Regions from separate parts of the Gossypium hirsutum genome. Here all the other regions are linked to region 3. The links are chromatin contacts, called in public Hi-C maps. All regions are on one chromosome and are shown on one strand. Each heading gives the region's core, a stretch centred on a gene start, on an enhancer-like site or on the middle of the called end of the contact. The rest is flanking DNA. Distances are from core to core; before and after follow the strand shown.

Region 1 (2,700 bases), core at 8-2,507, 130 kb before region 3:
TTATTAAAGCTCTTGTTTAAACTATAAAAAAATTGAAATATTAAAAAATTAAACTCTTCACTATTTATTTTTTTAATATTGAATAAATTCACTATAATAATTCATAATAGTTCATAATATAATTATAATATAGTAGATTAGATTATAGAGATATATTATTTATAAATTTTTATATATGAAATATAAAGTTACCTATTTTATAAATAATTAAAATTTATTATTTAAGAATAATGTAATAAAATATTTTTTATTTTTTGGTTAATGGAAACAAAATAATTGAAATATAAAATAATTCAATAAAAATATAAGTTATTTGTTTGTATATAAATTCATTTAATAAAAATGATAAAACTTATAAAAGAAAAACATATCTAAATGTCTAATTCATTAGTATAATGAATAAAAATGGTTATGTTGGTCTGTTCAAAAAAAATTCTAAACTCGTGTCTTTAAATATATTATATATTATAAATGTTGAAAAAAGTATATATATAAATAATATAAAAACAAAACAAATTATAGATTATAGTGTATAATATCTAACTCAACTCAACTATAAAAGAAAATAAAAAATCTACGCTAGAGCTTATGCTGGTTGAAAGTACATAACAAGTTACTCTATTATAAAAATTGAATCTAATTAATTAAATAGATTAATTTAATTTTAGTATTATAAAAATAAAATAAAGAAAAAATTTAACCAAGTGATTATAGTAGTTTAATATAATTATTATTTTGAAATTTTTTTATCATCTTACAAATAAAATCTATTATTTGGAGTTAAATTTCAAATGAAAAAAAAATTGGGAAATTAAAATTTGTACAAGTAAATAAAAATTTGTAATCTATTTTATAAAATAAGTAGCATACATTAATGAAATTTAGTTACATATGTGGCTGTCCGAGAACGTTGAGTCAACTGAATGAAGTTCAATTAAAGAGGGTATGGTCAAGAATCTCTTTCGCATAACCTACTTTGTTTTTAATTATTAAAAAAAAAATGAGTCCACTTATTAGATTTAAAAGCAAAATAGTACAAACACACATTAAATATATAGATGAAATGCAGGGAATCTGAGCAGGCTAAAGAACAAGCAACATAACCCCAAAATTAAAGAGAAAAAACACCCAGATTTTATGTTTTAGTTTTTACTATCCATTTTTACCCATTGTGGTAAACAAAATCTGATTGGTTGTTGAAGTGGGGTCTTATGTTTTCCATATAGAGAATACTGTTCACGCGTATGACTCCGAGAGTAGTTTTTATAATAACACCGCCACAGAGTCCAACCAAAACTGATCACTGTGTTGCAAATTGGCTTGTATTAATATATATATATTCGCTTTTGTTTTTGTTTTCTCTTTTACTTTTTAATGCCTTTTTATGTGATTGGGTGTTGTAAGAAGGAAAACAGAAGGAAGTTTCATTGAACAGAAACACATCTTTGTTTAGATTTATTAGGTTGCTTCACTCAAACTCTATAGTACACAGACAACGAAACCCAATGTACCAAACTGGGTTTATTTTTCTCAAAGATTCTTTGTAAAGTGAGTCCCTTTCTTTTCTTTCGTTGTATGTTTGTTTTTATGTATGTGTGAGGGTTTTTGCTTTTGTTTTTTCTTTTGTTTTTTTAACAGTAAGGTTTGGGAATTTGTATGAAACTAAGGGTTTTAAGAAATGGGATTCATGGTGTTTATGTTTGAGGGGGCGTTTAGAAATGATTGATAGTACAAATTCTAAGGACGATGGGTTTGATTATTGTATGGGGAAGCTGATGGTTTGACTTGTGGATTAATTTGTTTTAAGTCAACTAAAACCTGCAAGTACAATTGAGGTCTATATTTTATAGCAGTACTATTGTCCGTTTTTATATTTTAACTGTGAATGAACAACTATGGAAGGTTTCTTCCTTCTGAAATGCATTTCTGATTGCAGTTCATGATTCAAAACTAACTTTTTCTTGACGATGTTTCTGCGCCTCGGACAGATTGGGATTCTGGATTCTGGCAGAAGGAACCTTTCCTGGAAATTCCTGTTTTTATTTTTCATCTTTACTGTGCTTTTGTGTTTCGGCTCATGATGATGATCATGTTTACAATTCCAATCTAATATATAGGCTCTGTTACAAGCTAATTTGTCGACATGGAAGGCGATGGTGCTGTTCCCAGTGACTTTTCGCCCAATTCTACCTTTGTGGATGCTGCCATGGATTTGGACCTTATGGATGAACTCTTGTTTGAAGGGTGCTGGTTAGAGACTAATGATGATTTCAACTTTATGCAGCCTGCTCCTTCTACGTCTAATGATCTCAATCAGTCTATTACTGTTCCTTCTAATGCAAACTTACATCAAATGCATCAAGGGGAGACCGAAAGATCAGTTTCTCCCCCTCGTGACGGGTCAGCTGTCGGGAATGCTTCATCATTGTTACAACCTGGAACTTTTATAGTTCAAGGCACTGAGTTGGGCAGTAGATGGTGGATAGGACCAAGCGCAGAATCCGGTTCTTCTTTATCCGTGAAAGAGAGACTAATGCAGGCTATTGGATATTTGAAGGAATCTACAAAAGATAGGGACCTCCTTATTCAAATCTGGGTGCCTGTAAACAGAGAAGGCAAACATGTTCTTACTACTGAAGGCCAGCCATACTCTCTCAATACGAATTGCAAGAGTCTCGAAATCTTTAGAGATGTTTCTAA
Region 2 (2,700 bases), core at 144-2,643, 230 kb after region 3:
GGCTTGCTGTTCTACGCCGTCCTTTGCCACCTTTTGCCATTTGCAAACTACACCTTCAAAAAAGAATGCAAAATCAAAAAAATCTTATGACTGCAGAAATAATCTGAGACCAACATATAAAAACAGCTAGATTACCCGGAGTGCTTAAATTTCTAAAGCTTTTAGCCTATGAACAATAATGTCTACACCATAGCAAAATGAAATTTCCAGAAAGCAATCCACCAATGACATGAAAATTCAAGTTAAAATAAAATCCTAGTGATACCAAAAGATTCAAGGTTCATAATCCTAAAACAAACATTACAAAGATTCAGCCATAATTGACATAGACCAATCTAAAAGAACATCAATAGAAAAGAAACCCTTGACAAAATTAACATCCATGTTACAATTACAAGTGAATTAGATCATCCTTGAAAATCAACATCGCAAAAGAACAAGCCCAATCAATGGGCAAGCCAATTATGACGTGAAAATTCATAATTTAAAAGGACGAAATTGAAAGACCTCACCAGTTTGATAAAAAAAAGTTGCGAATATCTAGATCGAGATAATGGGTCAGTTGGAGATACCAAGTCTCGTATGAGAAACAAACATCCAGAATTAATAGGTTCAATGAATCGAAAGAACGTGATTTAGCAGTAGATTCACGTTATAATATGAAACTATGATTTTTACCCAAATAGAAGTAGTGAAAGCTCAAAATATATACTACGTAAGACAAGAATATTGAGCGGGAAACAGTAAAACCAACACGACGAGACGTACCAGGGAAAAGAAGAGTGAATTTGGGGGAAAATTAAGAGAAAATTTTAGGGTTTTGTTTGGCCAAGGATTGAAAACGGAGAAGCTATAATAATGATATAAGCGCCATGCGCAAAGCTTTGTAGCGTAGAAATGAGTCGACGAATCCGATATTCCAAATATCCGATTAATGGATATTATTTCCTTGGGGAAAGCAAAATCACGCAACGTAAAATGGAAGTGCTACTCACGTTCTCATTTGATCGTGGAGGAGAGAGGTTAGATAGTGGCGAGTGAAAAGCACGCTCAGTTGAATCTGTGGTAGATGAATGATGAAGAAAGTTGAGAGAGGCGGTTACATTGAGAAATCAAAAATCGAAGAGCCAGTATTGTGGGCTTGGCTGATGGTTCACTTCACTCACTGCCTCGTAAAAAGGGATAAGGTAAGGCCGCTCACAACTACTTCCAAGTTCCACGTTGTTAGCCATACCTAGCAATAGGCCTGAACCCGAAAGTCTGTTTGTGTCCATCCGAATTTGAGTTTGAGCTCAAAAATAAATTTGAGTCCGAAAAGGTTTGAGTTTGAAAAAAATCCAAGTTTATAATAGATCGAAGTATAAGATCCATCAGACCTGAACTTGAGATAAATTCACTCAAAGCTCCAAAAAGTCCACATTTATAACAGAACAATCATAATGATATTAATAATTATTATAATTTTATGAGGTTATTTAAAATAAAAATAAATGATATTTTTTTTGAAAATATATTTATGGGTAGAGATATTCATGGGCCAGGTCGTGTCAGGTATGGGTCAGGTCTAACTAAAATCCTAGGCTCGGGTTAGGCCTAAAAAATGGACTTAAAATTGTCTAAGCCCGACTCGGATGAAAATGGTAAAATACGGGCTCGAACTGCCCATATTAAATTTTTTATATAAATTTTAAATATATATAATGCATCAAAAATATTAAAAACATTAATATAAATATTTCCCAACAAATTAAAAATAAAATTTTAAAAATATGTATACTTAAATAACACTAGGATAGATGCATCTTGACAAGTAAATGCCTCTAAAATAATAACAAAATTAACAATAAAATAAGTGTTATATAATATCCAAACAGTAACAATAAAATAGTGAAATAGTAACAAAATAGAGAGAAAACGATAAGAAAATAACATTAAAACAACAAAAAAAAAATAGATTCTTTTTGTTCTTTTTGTGAATTCTGGCCAAGTCGGGCCTAGGCAAAAATGCCTTACCCGAGGCAAGGCCCGTTTTAAAAACGGGCCTTAATTTTTTGCCAAAATCCTCCCACTTTTTCTGACGAGCCTTCAGGCCAGGCCGGATAATTTGACCATTAATAGTTCTATTAATAAGCATTGTATATTTATATTAAAATTTTATTAATAGGAAATGCAATTAATAATTTTTTTATGTTCAATTATAAAGTTAAATAAATTTTTAAAAACATTAATTTAATATAAAATACTTTAATACTATGATTATGTATGTATAATAAATATAATAAAATTATTAATTATTAATTATTAAAATCTATAAATTTAAACTTTAATGATAATATAATAATATATTATATAATTATTGTCGAAATCAATTACCTGACTTAGCTTTAAACTGATATATTAAATTAATATATTATTAATACATAAAATAATATAATATATAACTATTATTAAAAGTATTAATACATATATAATTCAAAAAATATATTTCACATCCTAATATAACATCATTTGTATTATATTTAATGTCAACAAATAATTCAAAAAGTATAAAAATCAAAAAATTAAATTAAAAATTAAAAATATATAAAAAGTTCATAAAAATTCTAAAAAATTAAAATGGAGTACATGTGGACTAGACCTCCTCATGGATCGGGCTACTCAGCCCGGCCCGAAGGCCCGCCCGAAATGTAGGAGGGTTTG
Region 3 (2,700 bases), core at 125-2,624:
CTTTGCAGATGACTCTCCATGATTGGCAAACTGAAGCACATGCGACAACACTCTTTCGTGCAGGCCATGTGCTCTCACTCTCTTCCAACCTCTTGATCACATCAGTAAGCAGCTCGTGAGGGAGATTAGCCCAACGGCTGTTCTGAATTACAAGTGGCTCATCATGCAGATCATGTAAAGCACCATGAGATTTTCCTCTATGATGCCCCACCAATCTAACATCAAAACTCCGCCTAGATAAGCTCCCAAAACTATCCCTCACATCACGAACTATGCTACGGAACGACATTTCTCGAGTCAGTTCAATTGCAATACCGGTTGGGAAGATTTCTGATTATAATACTGTCGCTGATTATGTGCCAATGGCTGCCCATAAAACAAACAACTCAGTTCCCACAATAAAGCACCAAGTTATGAAGAAAAGAGAAAATAAAAGATGCCAAAGAGATAAAACCTAAGGCAAATGGAACCCCAGGAACCTAAATAGCTAGAAATTTAACCATCTAACAAGAAACAACCCATTTACGCAAGATCAAGTTTAAATCCTAGAGTCGTAGAACTAGGCACCTGTGATTATACTCGTAAAAAAGAACAATGTATATTTGATGACTTCAATATGTTCTCATCAAATATTTTCCATAAATGGGAGACTACAGAATTATCTCACCCAAAGATATAAGCTGCATACAATAAATTATGTAAGGAAAAAAGTAATAAATAATTTACCTTCCAAAAATGAAGACCTCAATTTCAGAGATGAATCTAATCAAACCGACGTAGTTTTAGTCTCAGAACCCACCACAGATCTGCAAAAAATGAAAAAAGATAAAAATTTGTAAACAAACCCAGATTAAAAAGAACAAAAGAAGAAGAAGAAGAAGAAGAAGAAGAAGAAGAAGATTTTGAAGAAAATTTTGACGAAGTAGGATGTGATCTGTGATTTATGTACCTGAAAACATGCAGCGAATCCTAAAACAAGATCAAAGAAAACCCAGACAACTTTTCCACATAACAGAACGGTGGGAAAAAAGAAAAGGGGATCAAAGTCAGAACTAAACAGAGTTTTCTTACTTTCTCTTTCTTCTCAACTTTTTCTCGCTATCAGACGAGGATTCCAGATTCATAATAAATTTAGCTAAGCAGCCAACAATTGAATTTTTAAGGGGAAAACAACAATGAAAAAGGGTGATCTAATCTTTCAGTTCTGATTTTAGTTCTTAGGTGGTTGATGTGAATATTTTTTAGTAAAAAAAAAGGGAAATAAATATCTCGGTGCATCATGTCTGAGCTACAGAGCTGAAAAGCAGGCTCCAACCAACGACTAAATGCCCCCTTTGACTTTTCCCATTGCGCTATCTGACCGACGGAAACTGCTATGTCGTTTCTCGCATGCTAAACAAAACAAATTAATTAAAGGATTTAATGCATCTTTACATATTTCAACTTTCTTCACTTCATTTCTTTGGTATTTGAATTTGGAAAAATAAAATTATATATTCTTTTTAGAAATATAATATATCTTATTATTGCAATATTATTATTTAATTTAAATTTTATAAGAAAATTAAAAGATATTAAAAATTAAAAAAATAAAAATAAAAAGCAAAATACAAAAGTAAAATTAAACATAATTAATGTATTATAAAAATACAAAAACACAACATCATATTCTTCCAACTAGAGGTGACTATAGATTAAGTAGGATCAAGCTTGAGACTTAGTTCTAAAATATTTTTTAAGTCTAAACCTATTTTCGAGCCGGTACGACCTATTCAAAAAGCCCATTTTACTATTAAAAATATACTTTTATAATTAAATTTTTATTTAAAAATATTTTTTTTATTTTTTAAATTGAATTTGGGTCGAGTTAGACCAAATCTTCGTTCAAGCCTAGCATTTGGACAAGTCCAGTTTAAACATAATAACGTTATGGGAGATATAAATCTAACTCATCAATACACAATAACTCAATATCCTATGATATTTCAACTACACCCAAACATTATTTTATGTTAATTAATAGAAGCATTTAATTATAAAAGCATAAATAATGGATTATATAAACATATGATATGTTGAATAACTATCAACAACTCATTATTACCAAAAGCATTGATTAAGCACTTACTATTCATACTAAGCATAATTTAAACATCAAGTTCGAAGTCTCTTTTTAACTTCCAAACCAACGTGAAGAGAAAATGATGAAATCTTGTCTTAAGGATTAAAATCTAAAGAAAAGAAATAGAACTGAAATCAAAGTTTATATCAATAAATTCTCAAGAACACAAGTTCCTCTTCTTCACACCAAAACCAACGGCATTTATGGAAAAATGAAGAAGAAGCTTGGTTTTTTAAGTAAAGAAATAGATAGAAATTTGACTAACCAAATTGAAATGAAACCAAAAGTTGAAAATGAAATTGAGAGAAAATTTGGGAAAGTTTTAAGTAGAAAAACCAAAACTATCGTGAAACAAAGTCTCTAATTGCTCCCTCCATTGAAATTTTCCAAATGGGTATTTTGCTTATATACCCTTGGACTAATTACCACAAAAGAACCTCCTCTCATTCTAGTCCAAGTTTTTACTCCTAAGATATTTGCCTTGCAAATTTTATTTCTCTTACAAATTAGTTTAGTCCTCAGAATTACCAATTCCTTAAAACCCAGCATTAATGAAACTTAGGAATAATATATTCAAT

What was found. Hi-C and Micro-C count contacts between places; a contact is called where the count stands out from the background.
Region 1: a Hi-C map of leaf shows a contact between it and region 3, with 1.9 times the contacts expected there. The contact joins the promoter of LOC107925447 here to the promoter of LOC107925491 in region 3. A contact is called at or near these places in 2 of 34 Hi-C or Micro-C datasets (both in leaf).
Region 2: a Hi-C map of leaf shows a contact between it and region 3, with 2.0 times the contacts expected there. The contact joins the promoter of LOC107925483 here to the promoter of LOC107925491 in region 3. A contact is called at or near these places in 4 of 34 Hi-C or Micro-C datasets (hypocotyl, leaf and seedling).

Annotation. Positions count from the first base shown.
Region 1 is chrA01:109,176,252-109,178,951 of Gossypium_hirsutum_v2.1, forward strand. LOC107925447 (protein NLP2) reads left to right here and starts at 1,258. Exons shown (of 5, transcript XM_016856135.2): 1 at 1,258-1,548; 2 at 2,118-2,700. The coding sequence starts at 2,144.
Region 2 is chrA01:109,541,275-109,543,974 of Gossypium_hirsutum_v2.1, forward strand. It overlaps LOC107925483, which reads right to left and starts at 1,394. Exons shown (of 2, transcript XM_016856196.2): 1 at 996-1,394; 2 at 1-53. The coding sequence starts at 1,003.
Region 3 is chrA01:109,310,729-109,313,428 of Gossypium_hirsutum_v2.1, forward strand. It overlaps LOC107925491 (tubby-like F-box protein 8), which reads right to left and starts at 1,375. Exons shown (of 6, transcript XM_016856207.2): 1 at 950-1,375; 2 at 727-806; 3 at 1-366. The coding sequence starts at 289.